Regions from separate parts of the Sus scrofa genome. Here region 1 is linked to region 2. The links are chromatin contacts, called in public HiChIP or PLAC-seq maps. All regions are on one chromosome and are shown on one strand. The core of a region is the stretch at or near the end of the contact, and the rest is flanking DNA. Distances in the headings are between cores, read along the strand shown.

What was found. HiChIP or PLAC-seq counts read pairs in DNA pulled down with a chosen protein or histone mark.
Region 1: an H3K27ac HiChIP or PLAC-seq map of alveolar macrophages shows a contact between it and region 2. The contact joins two enhancer-like sites. A contact is called at or near these places in 1 of 5 promoter capture datasets (liver), 1 of 47 Hi-C or Micro-C datasets (liver) and 1 of 2 datasets of contacts at active chromatin or transcription factors (alveolar macrophages).

The regions. Positions count from the first base shown.
Region 1 is chr10:47,174,858-47,181,447 of Sscrofa11.1, reverse strand. The region is part of intron 1 of FAM107B (protein FAM107B); the gene reads right to left. Among named protein-coding and RNA genes, the nearest start is that of FAM107B, 37 kb to the right of the region's middle. Within about 2 kb of position 3,412, at least 6 of the 83 cell types and tissues checked have an H3K27ac peak or open chromatin away from gene starts, as enhancers often do. A contact at or near this core is called in alveolar macrophages, where this site is marked.
Region 2 is chr10:46,917,701-46,924,317 of Sscrofa11.1, reverse strand. It overlaps HSPA14 (heat shock protein family A (Hsp70) member 14), which reads left to right. Exons shown (of 14, transcript NM_001243393.1): 6 at 1,335-1,425; 7 at 2,567-2,671; 8 at 4,218-4,379. Among named protein-coding and RNA genes, the nearest start is that of HSPA14, 14 kb to the left of the region's middle. Within about 2 kb of position 4,122, at least 2 of the 83 cell types and tissues checked have an H3K27ac peak or open chromatin away from gene starts, as enhancers often do. A contact at or near this core is called in alveolar macrophages, where this site is marked.

The DNA of each region.
Region 1 (6,590 bases), core at 2,163-4,662, 260 kb before region 2:
CCTCCATTTTCAGGGAAATAGACCAGCAGCAGATTTGGGTTCCTGTCCCCAGACAGAGGACAAAAGCCTTAAAGCAGCCATACTCTGGGATGGGAACTACGTGAGCGACGACAGAACAGCGAGCAAACACTCTTTCTAAATCCAGGGGGAAGCGGGAAGCTAATCCCAGAGGTGAGGTGCCCTTTGGATCTCTCAGCAGACACTTCAACTTCCAGCCATAAAACTGTAAAGAGAAATGCCACACCCCTGGACAATAAGGACTCAGAGGCAGTCACTGCAATAACTGAGAGGTTAATTGTGCTAATTTCCAGGCTCTTTCTCAACTCTGAGAGGAGCTCCATTATCATCACTGTAGGATAAGATCCTTTTGCTATTTTACTCAGATAAGAATCCACACTTGGGAGTTCCTGTTGTGGCTCAGCGGTAACGACCCTGACTAGAATCCATGAGGACGCAGCGAATCCATGCTTGCCTGAGGTGCAGCAAAAAAGAGGAAAAGCAAATCACATCCCTGCTATAAAGTTCAACAATCAATATTTTTTGGAATGAGTCTTGAATAAAGTTTCTCTAAGAAATCATTACTATAAGAGTCTGAAAAGTTCTGCAGTTGAAAACAGCCACAGAAAAGTTAAAGAGTTTCTACTGTGGCTCAGTGGTAAGGAACCCAACTACTATCCATAGGAAGCAGGTTTGATCTCTGGCCTCACTCTGTGGGTTAAGGATCCGGTGTTGCCATGAGCTGTGGTGTAGGTCACAGACTTGGCTCAGATCCCGAGTTGCTGTGGCTCTGGCGTAGGTCAGCAGCGGTAGCTCCAATTCACCCCCTAGCCTGGGAACCTCCAATATGCTACAGGTGCAGCCCTAAAAAGACCAAAAAAAAAAAAAAAAAAAAAAAAGTGTGTGTGTTACCCAGACAAAAACTTGAGTGGGGGGAAGGGATCTTTGTTATTACCACTCCCACTATAAAAACTGGGGTTTTCATGTGAAAGATGATCTATAGATGGGGGAAAAGACTTAACAGATATGCTTATTTCTCTATTTAAAAAAAAACAAACAGGAGTTCCTGTCGTGGCGCAGTGGTTAACGAATCCGACTAGGAACCATGAGGTTGCGGGTTCGGTCCCTGCCCTTGCTCAGTGGGTTAACGATCCAGCATCGCCGTGAGCTGTGGTGTAGGTTGCAGACGCGGCTCGGATCCCGCGTTGCTGTGGCTCTGGCGTAGGCCGGTGGCTACAGCTCCGATTCAACCCCTAGCCTGGGAACCTCCATATGCCGTGGGAGCGGCCCAAGAAATAGCAACAACAGCAACAACAACAATAACAACAACAACAAAAACAAAAAGACAAAAAAACCAAAAAAACAAAAAAACTCCCCACCTGGCTGGTTACAGAAGCAGTGTGATCACAGAAAATTTGGAAAATCAGAAAAGCATAACGAAAATAAGATACCCTCTGTGAATGTATTACTCAACATCCATATTTTGATATTTTTTTCAGATAATACAAACACACACCTCTTTTCATTTTTTTAGCAAAAATGAGGATCATACAAGATAGTTTATTACATTTGGAAGCATTTCATCTGTGACAAAATATTCTTAAAATATGGTTGCATAATATGCATTATACAGGTGTATTATAACTGGTTCACCCATCCCTCTTCTGTCCTATTCAAAATGAAGATAACTGAATGAATTTTTACTGTGACGGAGTAAGGAGAGATCATTGCTGTGGTTTCAGAATCCACACTGCACCATCCAGAATTCTTTGAAAACAGTTTCAGTACACCTACCTTTACAGCTCTGTGTGAGACTGGATTTTCTGCATGTACTTTGACCAAAACAACCCATCATCAGACTGAATGTAGAAACAAATAGGAGAACCCAGTTGTTTTCTATTAAAGCTGGTTATGAAATAGCTTTGCAAAAATGTAAAATAATGCCAACCAGTCTCACTAATTTTTTTTAAATTCTGGAAAAAAGCTATTTTTCATTTTAAAAAAATCATTAAAGAAATGTATGCCAATGCGAAATAATGTTCATCTCACTATTTTTTTCCATTTCTGGAAAAAATATTTTTCAACACAAATGGTCTTTAGCTAATATGTAATGCACTTATTGCTATCTTTGCCATTTTAAGTGACTTTTTAAAATGTCTTATTTAAGTCCTAACACAGTAAATAATTAATAGATAATATAGGGAGTTCCCGTCTGGCTCAGTGGTTAACGAATCCGACTAGGAACCATGAGGTTGCAGGTTCCATCCCTGGCCTTGCTCAGTGGGTTAAGGATCCAGCATTGCTGTGAGCTGTGGTGTAGGTTGCAGACGAGGCTCGGATCCTGTGTTGCTGGGGGTCTGGCGTAGGCCGGCGGCTACAGCTCTGATTCGACCCCTAGCCTGGGAACCTCCATATGTCTTGGGAGCGGCCCTAGAAAAGGCAAAAAGCCAAAAAAAAAAAAAAAAGATATTATAACAAGGGGGGGTGGGCTTTGAAGGTCCTCAAATACCTTTTAACAGCATAAAGGGATCCTGAAACCCAAAACTTTTAACAGCATAAAGGGATCTTAAAATCAAAAGGTTTGAGAACCACTAGGCTATAAAATTAAGGGTGTCTTTCACAAGTAAAGCAATGTATTATCTTGTTTGCTTGTGACTGACTTCTGCTTAAAGGGCGACTTCTCTAAGACCTTTGATAAATTGGCAGTCTTCACACTGGATGGAATCCTTCCTCTTCTGGCCCACGTTTAGTCTCTAAATTAATCAGGCCCCCAACTACCTAAATGTATTTTGGCATTCTAGTAACATACTTTTTAAAAGCAGACACTGCAAGGAAAAGAGGATCTTGGAAAATCATCGCTGGAGATCTCTAAACCACAATTACCTCTCCACTGGTTGGTTAAAAAAAACAAACAAAAATTATCAAAACACATCTGGGGTAAGAGCAAGCGAGACTCAATGATAGTGGCTGATGCATACTTATCTTCACAGCTATCGCTATCTGTTTCTACTTCCTTCTACCGAGTTACACAAAGCAATTCTTTGAATTCTGCAAACCCAATGACGCATGCTCGCCCCCAAATTAGCACCGCCAGAACTCAAGAGAAATAAGAAAACACCCCATTGGTGCCTGTTACAACTTTAATTACTAATCAACAACAATCCAATCAAAAGGTTCCAACTATGTTACAGATATTCCTAGCATTTCCAAAACAGGAATTCTTCTAGAGTGTTGTCCTGTTTTTCCAAAACATACAGTCTCTACAAAGGAACATAACAGTCACACTTGAAAAAATGAGGTTGAGGAGTTCCCACTGTGGCTCAATGGATTTAAGTGGGTTGAGAACCCAACTCTATCTCCATGAGGATGTGGGTTTGATCCCTAGTCTCACTCAGTGGGTTAAGGATCCAGTGTTGCCGCAAACTGGGGCATAGGTCACAGATGCAGCTCAGATCTGGTGCTGCTGTGGCTGTGGCTGTGGCTATGGTGTAGGCTGGCAGCTGCAGCTCCGACTTGACCCCTGGCCTAGGAACTTTCAAATGCAGCAGGGCAGCCGTTAAATAAATAAATAAATAAAACAAAAAATCAGGTTGGAAATAAAAAACTCTTTCATTAAAATACATTATTTTTTGAGGGTGTAGCAGGTGTCTGACTTTCCAAAAATGAGGATAAAGCAGTGAACAAAGCCACGTCCTGGAGTTCTCTTTTGGGGCAGCAGATTAAGGATCCAGCATGGCCACAGCTGTGAGTCAGCTCACTGCTATGGCACAGATTCGACCCCTGGCCCCGGGACTCCCACATGACACAAACGCAGCCAAAAACCAAAGAAACAAAAACCCACCAAGTCCCTGCTCTCAGAAGGCTCATACTCTAAGGGGGAAAGCAGATGCTTAACACAGGAGGGGCAATGAAGCACACTGGGTGTAACAGAGGAAGCCCAGGTGACTCTGTGGACAGAAAGATTGTCCATACAGTCCAGGACCAGCCCTTCACAGCCCTGTGGAGGCAAAGACCCTGAGTACAAGCAAGAATGATCAGAAGGAAGAGGGGACTCAAGACAGGAGGAGAGCACAACCAGAAATCCCAACTCGCCTGGCAGAGAGCAGAGCCATTCGCCACAATGGAAGACTCTCAAGAAACAAGCTTGTTGGGTCAGAGCAGACAAGGTCACCATGAGACACTCTGCATTTAGATGCCCATAAAGCACACCAGCGAGCAAATACCATACAGGAAGCCCTGGACGTGAGTGCCCGAGCTGGGAGTCAACACGGGCTAGCTACCAAGACTTGGGAACGCCAAATCCACAAGCAACCAAGGTTATGGAAACTGCTATTCCTCATAGGGTGACAAAGGTGCCCCGCCAAACTCCCAAATAAAAAAGGGTACATAGGAGTTCCCGTCGTGGCGCAGTGGTTAACGAATCTGACTAGGAACCATGAGGTTGCAGGTTCGATCCCTGGCCTTGCTCAGTGGGTTAACGATCTGGCATTGCCGTGAGCTGTGGTGTAAGTCTCAGATGTGGCTCGGATCCCACGTTGCTGTGGCTCTGGCGTAGGGCGGCAGCTACAGCTCCGATTAGACCCCTAGCCTGGGAACCTCCATATGCCGTGGGAGTGGCCCAAGAAATGGCAAAAAGACAAAAAAAACAAAACAAAACGAAAAAAGGGTACATAAAGAGGAGGATGCTACAGAGGAAATGGAAGAGGAGGATGTGGAAAGAGAAGGGAAACCGGGAGAGCACGAGGTCTCAGAAGTGCAAGGATGTGAGAACGTTCTAGAAGGCAAGGTGCTCTCTCAACAGTGGTAAACGGTCAAGTGCAACTGCTGAGAGGTCAAGTGAGAAAGAGCCCAAGGAAGCACCTTCTGGATTTAATAACAGAGAGGGTGGCCTCCCTGCAAGGCTGGCCTCACAGCTGGGGACCTCTGCCGTCCCCCCGCGCCGAAGGGCCACACACAGGGTTGAATGCATTGCTGTCGCCATCCTGAACTTAATAATTTTTGAACAGGGAGCCCCACCCTGTTATTTTGCCCTGAGACCACATTCTGTAGCTAATTCTGCCTCTGAGATCAGTTTCAATAAAGTGGTAGGGATTTTTTTTTTTTTTTAACAAATAAAAAAGAAGATATTGGTTTAAGGAGTGAATGGAAATGAGCAGCCTGAGATGTGGTGGACAGACTAAGGTGACCCTCAGCAATCTCATCTCCCACTGCTCACCCCTCAGTTTAATTCCTTCCTCTGAGTGTGGGCAGGATCTGGGACTCACTTCTAACCAAGAGAGTGAGGCAAAGGTGTCGGGGTAGCACTCCCATGATTCCACCTTGCTGGAATGGCTCTCTCTCCCTCCCTCACCATCTGGGAGGAAGGAAGCTGCCATGCAGTAAGTGAAACCCCCTTTTGTCACAGAAGTTCAGTGACCTCTAGGAACCGAGGGTGACCTAGGTCCCACCACTGCGAGTAAATGCTTTGTGCCAACAACCTCAGTGAGCTTAGCAGCAGATTCTTCCCCGGTTGAGCCTCTGATGAGACCACAGCCCTGGTGCCCTGTGGCCTGCAGCCTGATGAGCTATGCCTGGATTCCTAACCCATGAAAACTCTGAGATAAGAAATGTGTATCCTTTTAAGGCACAAAGTTTATGCTTATTTATTGTGCAGCAGTGATGATTCCTACAAGCCAGAAAGTAGAACATCCTCTCCAAAAGTCTCATCACAGAGAAGGCAGGAGAAAGTGGCAGCTAAGAGAGGAGATACTGGGGAAGGCTTGGGTTTCATGGTGCTTGTTCTATTTTGTTTCTGCTTTAAGATAGGAGCCACCTGAGCATTCATAAATCTTCATGAGACAGAAACACCAGGACAGAGGCTGAAATGGGAAGAGGGAGAGGATGGCTGCAGAAAGAATGATTTTTACAAAGTGAGGGAGGTGGATGCCTCTGGCAGTATAAACAGAAAAATGAGAATGGGATCCAGGAGCAAGCAGATTTGCAAAGGGGCAGTGGGAAAAGAAGGGCCTTCACATGACTGTTTTACTGGCCGTGAAAAGAGCATCTGCTGACAGTGAAGAGCAAGCAGGAGGGATGGGGCTGACAATGCAAATGGAGATTTGAAAAGGGTTGAGAGAACTTGGAAAATAGGCACCCTGGGGCGTGAGCGTGTTGATGAGGAAACTGCTGCATCTCCAGGCAGTGCTGAAGGCAGGGACCAGACTTCACAGCAGCATCTGTGGGACTTTCTCTGGCAAAACCTGGCAGTCCAGGGACAGGATCAGGGACCGTGAGCTGCCAGATCCCTCAGGGTTGGGATGTGCCAGGATGGCAGCTGGGATGCGTTTCAGTGGATTGCTAAGTGTGCAGGTGAAAAGCTGGTCAGGGAACTAGAAGAGCAGAGGTGGGGAGTGAAGGAAACGCAGCGTGAAAGCAGAGACCACACCTGGAGATGGACCTGGAAAGACCTACCTCTGCTTTTGGTTTTGTTGTTGTTTTGTTTTGTTTTGTTTTTGCTTTTTTGGGCCAAACCTGTGGCATATGGAAATCCCCAGGCCAGGGGTCGAATCAGAGCTGCAGCTGCAGGCGTACACCACAGCCATGGCCACAGCAAC
Region 2 (6,617 bases), core at 2,873-5,372:
AGGAATCCGACTTGAATCCATGAGGACGTGGGTTCAGTTCCTGGCCTCGCTCAGTGGGTTAAGGATCTGGCGTTGCCATGAGCTGTGATGTAGGTTGCAGACTCAGCTCAGATCCTACATTGCTGTGGCTGAGGTGTAGGCCAGGAGCTGCAGCTCCAATTCGACCCCTAGCATGGGAACTTCTACATACCGAGGGTATGTTCCTAAAAAGCCAAAAAAAATAAAGTTAGGAGTCTCGGATGAGCAGTGAGGAGACCCAATTATGCTAGATCTGACTGGGCTCTTCACTGGCCCTGTGACCTTGGTTAAGTGACTTATTTCCCTGATTTGACTTCTCTACAGGTAATGTAAATGATTTGGGCAAACTCATTATTCTCAAAACTTCTCAACTGAAGTGGCCAAATAAGTTTAGGGAATGGTAAATGTTTTATCTCCTTCAAGACTGACAGTGCACTCTCCATGGTAATATAGGCAGATGAAGCGGGTCTGGTTTTATCACTGCTTCTGGCAAAGGCTCAGAGCCGAGCAGTCCTCTGTGAAACCACTTGAGGGATTCTGGAGCAGATTATTTCCAAGGCTCACTTCAGCTCTAGAATTTGATAAACTTGTGGGGTGGAAGGCAGCCTTTCATCATGTTAGTCTGTCTTCATGTTGATGAATTAGAAGCTCATTCTCCCTGGAACCAGTCCCCTTTGGGAGATGGTTGAAACTTGGAAGCCTAAGAGCTGGGCGCTTTGGCATGTATTTCATTCCATCCACAAACTATACCAAAACCACAAAAAGGAGTGCACAATTTAATAGTGCAAGAGAAGATCAGTGGGGTGGACCAGTTAGGTGATGTGGAAAATCTTTGTGTGAGAAGATCTTTGGCGTGCATTAATAAACCTCAAAAGTGTCACTTGACATTTTTGTATGTTGTCAGAATTCATTTATTTTTTAGGGCTGCACCCACAGCATGTGGAGGTTCCCAGGCTAGGGGTCGAATCGGAGCTATATCCACTGGCCTATGCCACAGCCACAGCAACGTGGGCTCTGAGCTGCATTTGGGAGCTACACTGCAGCTCACGGCAACGCCAGACCCTTAACGCACTGAGTGAGGCCAGGAATTGAACCTGCGTCTTCATGGATGCTAGTCAGATTCGTTTCTGCTGAGCCACAACAGGAACCCCCAGAATTCATTTTTATCTTTTTCTTCTAGTTTTATAGCAGTATAATTGACATACAGCACTGTGTAAGTTTAAAGTATATAGTGTAATGATTTGACTTATGTATATCATGACATGATTAGCAAAGTAAGTTTCATGAACGTTTAAAATACTTTTTTCCACACACAGAAACAGCACATTCTGTCTTGGGCCCAGATGCAAATGATGTTGTTATTACTGTTCCATTTGATTTTGGAGAAAAGCAAAAAAATGCTCTTGGGTAAGTATGGTATGGGTTTCTCTTGTTTAGTTAAAGGAAATAGAAATTTTGCAATATTGCTATATAGTAAAAGGTAAAATTGTGTTGGAAAACTCCTTACACAATGAAATTGTATGTGTAAATACATGTGTAAATATACATATATATATTTACATTTGTAAATCCTGTGGTAAAAAGTATGATAATAATCGTTAGTATTTCCTATATTTTATGAATTTCAAAAAAAACCATAAAATTAGATATACTTTCTTAGCTGTTTTGATTGGAAACATTTTCACTTACTAGGTTAAGATGTTTACAAGCCACGTTACCTTGCTTTCAAGTGATAGAGGCTTATGTGGGAATTATATTAAAAATATGCAGTTGTAGAAAATATTCGCCACTGTTTTTTAACCTTAGCTTAACATCTAAACAAAAAGTTGTATTTAGTTTTTACAGGTCATTCCTCAAACGTGACTGGCAAGCTCCCACACTTTTGCTCTGTGGATAGAGTTCCCTGTGGGGCTTCGCTGAAACACCCAAGTGGCTTCTGGGGCAGAGAATTGCTTTATGTACTTGTACTTGTGGGATGTTAAAACTGTGCCTCTAGGAGTTCCCTTCGTGGCTCAGCAGTTAACGAACCTGACTAGGATCCATGAGAATGTGGGTTCGATCCCTGCTTTGCTCAGTTGGTTAAGGATCCTGAGTGGCTGTGGTGTGGGCCGGGAACCTCCATATGCCGCAGGTGTGGCCCTAAAAAGCCAAACATAAATAAATGAAAATTTTAAAAAATAAAAATAAAATAAAACCGTGCCTCTGAATTAAATAAATTAGAATATTATAGAACGTATTTTAAATATTTCCTAATCTCTCTTTCTGAAGTTTGCAAGCTTGAGCATTTGGGGAGCTTTCTTTTCCTTATTCACTGTAAGCACATGGTACTTTCTTTGACTTCTTAACATTATTTTAAACAGAAAGTGATCTGCTTTTAAGGCCTTAGGCCCATTTCTTATGTTGGGTTATCGTCTAAAGATCATTACCCTTCACGTTCTACTTGTGAAATCTTATTTGCTATTGCATAAAATCTTTAGCAGAGCATTTCTGAAAATGTAGACCTGAACATGTGGTGACACTAAGTTCATTAAAAACGAATTGTCCACAGGGAGGCAGCCAGAGCTGCTGGCTTTAATGTTTTGCGACTAATCCACGAACCATCTGCAGCTCTTTTGGCTTATGGAATTGGACAAGACTCTCCCACTGGAAAAAGGTAAAAACCATAGTTGCAGCTTTAAGTTCTTCAGTGCAGAAAATAGATTATAGCAATTATATCAGTAGAGATTGGTATATTACGCAGTGGTTCTAAGCCTCTGTGGATAGAAAGACGTCAAAACTTTCACCTAGAGTTTTTCAAATAGGTGAGAAAGATGTCCTAGGAAAGCAGAGAGAGGATGTAACAGGAGGGAAGGTTGAGCCTTCCCCCCCCCTTCTCTCATCACCTACACTTTGTCCCTTTAGGGGAGGAAGATTTGAAATTATAAGTCCCTCCAAGTTCCAACTGAAGCTCTAGAGCACTGTTGATTTTACTATCAATTTTCATTATTAAACATGCTTAGGAGGAGTTCCTGTTGTGACTCAGTAGTTTACAAACCCAACTAGTATCCATGAGGATGTGGTTTGATCCCTGGCCTCACTCAGTGGGTTAAGGATCCAGCATTGCTGCAAGCTGTTGTGTCAGTAGCAAATGTGGCTCAGATCTGGCATTGCTGTGGCTGAAGCGTAGGCTGGCAGCTGCTGCAGCTCCGATTCAACCCCTAGCCTGGGAACTTCCAAATGCCTCAAGTGCAGCCCTAAAAAGCCAAAAAAAAAAAAAAGCTTGCTTAGAAACAGTGAGGACTTTTATGTACATTTGTCTTGGCAGGAGAAGGGGAAAATCCAGCATCAAGACTTCGTTTGATAATGAAAGAGTAAGACATACTCCTAATTTAATTGTCAAAATGTGTCTTAATTGACCGGACACATTATACAACTTTAGGGAAATCAATTCATATGTATTAATTTTCCCTAATGGAGTCATTTCATTCATATCTCAGTTAAAGGAACTAATGGAGTTCCCACCGTGGCTCAGTAGAAACGAACCCGACTTGTATCCATGAGGATGCAGGTTCAATCCCTGGCCTCGCTCAGTGGGTTAAGGATCCAGTGTTGTCATGGCTGTGGTATAGACCAGCAGCTGTAGCTCTAATTCATCTCCTAGCCTGGAAACCTCCATATGCTGCAGGTGCAGCCCCAAAAAGCCAAAAAAACCACTAATATGTATAAATCACTAGGAAGTTATTTTTAGGTGGAATATAAATATAGAATAGCAAAAATTTTGAATTTTGATATATAGGAAATTTGTCCCTAGTTTTGCGTATGTTTTATATTTATAGAACATGCTATTGTGTTAGTAGCTAGGACAATTTTAACAAAATTTCTATATTGATTCTCTTACAATTCACTTTAATTACAACTCTCATTTTTATTTACTTTGAGAAGTTAGTGTTTTGAACTCCAGTTACTCAGAAGAATACAGTTTTAGCAGCACAACTAAATGAAAAAGAGCTTTGACTCAGAATCAGAAGATCTGGTTTCTAGGCTTGATTTGTCACTAAGTGATGACCATGGGTGACTTAATTACTCATGTGAGATTTTTCACTTTCCTCATCTGTGATTTAAGGGGATTAATCTAAGTGACGTCTTAGTTGAAGAAGTCCAGCCTGGCTTTGCAGTATTGTGATCCTCTCTTAACTTAGTCATGTTATCTTTTTCTTAAGCAATATTCTGGTATTCAAACTTGGAGGCACATCCTTATCTATCAGTGTCATGCAAGTTAACAGTGGAATATATCGTGTTCTTTCAACAAACACTGATAATAACATCGGAGGCACACATTTCACAGAAACCTTAGCACAGTACCTAGCTTCTGAGTTTCAGAGGTGAGTATTAATGGACTTGATGACCTATTTCATTTGAAGTTTATCTTCAGGTTTAATATTTTTCTTAGTTTATTTGAAATCACCCTTTTTCACAGGAGGACGTGTTTTTTTCTGGTGTACTGGATATTTTCGTGTCTAAGGTTATAAAGTCTGTTCTGGCAGAGGAGAAGCAGAGAAGCCAAGCTTCACAGGGCAGTGTACTTGAATTTTTTACTTAGTGTAAGGGACCACCAGATACTGAATTACGTGAACTTGGATCTCAAGTTCCAGATTCTTCGGTGGCTGCCTTATGTCTGGATGAAGGAAGGTATAGGCACTGAGGCCTCATTACCGTCTCAAGAGTTCTTAGAAGTGTAGAAGACTATGTTATAGTCATATTCCAGTGAATTAATGTCTTACAGAGTGTTTAATTAACAATCTGCTACCATAAGGAATATTTTAGTTTTGTTACTGTAGGTAATTATGCCATTCAAAATCCTAATCTTGTTTGGCCCATCATGACTCAATAGATAAAGGTTATATATGGGACATTATTGCTCTAAAAAGTAGCTGAGGAATTCCCTTGGTAGTTTAGTAGAAACAAATCTGACTAGCATCCATGAGGATGCAGGTTTGATCCCTGGCCTCGCTCAGTGGGTTAAGGATCCCACGGTGCCATGAGCTGTGGTGCAGGTCACAGACATGGCTCAGATCTGGCGTTGTAGCTGTGGCATAGGTCAGCAGCTACAGCTCTGATTTGACCCCTAGCCTGGGAACCTCCATATGCCGCCCATGTGACCCTAAGAAGACAAAAAAAAAAAAAAGTAGCTGAAACATTTTCATCAGTTTGACTAAACTGGGTGAAAAAAGGTCTTGAAAAGGTAATAATTTCTCACTTGTTTAATGAAGTTCTAGAGTTCCTGTTGTGGCTCAGTGGATTACGAACCGACATTGTGTCCATGAGGATGCGGTTTTCAGTCGCAGGCCTCACTCAGTGGGTTAAGGACCTGGCATTGTTGCAGCTGCTGTATAGGTCGTAGATGTGTCTTGGGTCTGGTGTTGCCATGGCTGTGGCATAGGCCTTACCTGTAGATCCGATTCAACCCCTAGCACGTGAACTTCCATGTGCCGCAGATATGGCGGTAAAACAAAATTTTTGTAATTAAAAAAAATGTTTTAAAGTAAAGATCTAGGGGAGTTCCCGTCCTGGCGCAGTGGTTAACGAACCCAACTAGGAACCATGAGGTTGTGGGTTCGGTCCCTGCCCTTGCTCAGTGGGTTAACGATCTGGCGTTAGGTTGCAGACACGGCTCAGATCCCGAGTTGCTGTGGCTCTGGCGTAGGCCGGTGGCTACAGCTCCGATTCGACCCCTAGCCTGGGAACCTCCATATGCCGCGGGAGCGGCCCAAAGAAATAGCAAAAAGACAAAAAAGTAAATAAATAAATAAATAAAATAAATAAATAAATAAAGGAAAAAAAAGAAAAAGAAAAAAAAGTAAAGATCTATACTGCTTTTTGTCATAAAGGTATACTAGCTCAAGGGAGGAAATTGTTGATTTTACTGCAAATTTCAGTTATAAAACATGTTTAGAAATAGGGCCATCAATCACTACTTAGCAAGCAGTTTTAACAGTTAACTTACCTTGCAGGTAGAGGAATGGTAATTTTACATATTTTATGTTTCAAATTTCTTTGAAGAAGCACTTTTTGTTCTAGTTCTTCTTTTTTTTTTTTTTTTTTTTTGGTCGTTTCGTCTTTTTAGGGCCACACCCGCGGCTAGGGGTTGAATGGGAGCTGTAGCTTCTGGCCTACACCACAGCAACAGCAATGAAGGATCCACGCTGTGTCTGCAGCCTACACAACAGCTTATGGCAACGCCAGATCCTTAACCCACTGAGTGAGGGCAGGGATTGAACTTGCATCCTCATGAATACTAGTTGGGTTCATTAACCACTGAGCCACGACGGGAATGCCAGTTCTTCTTTTTTTTTTAATGCTAGACAGTTAATTTTATACCATCAAACAATAATCATGCTGCGATTGTAGAGGGTGGAGTATGAAACATGACCAGGTTGCATGAATCTTCTTTAGCCTCCATTTGTCTCATCTGCAAAAAGATGAAAGCTACTGTAACATTATAGTGGTTACAGAATCTAGCAATTGCAAATCTCAAGTATGGTGGTTATTTACATTTCTTGAAACCCTTCTTTATTTTTATTTTTATTTATTTTTTTATTCGCTGCACCCACAGCATGTGG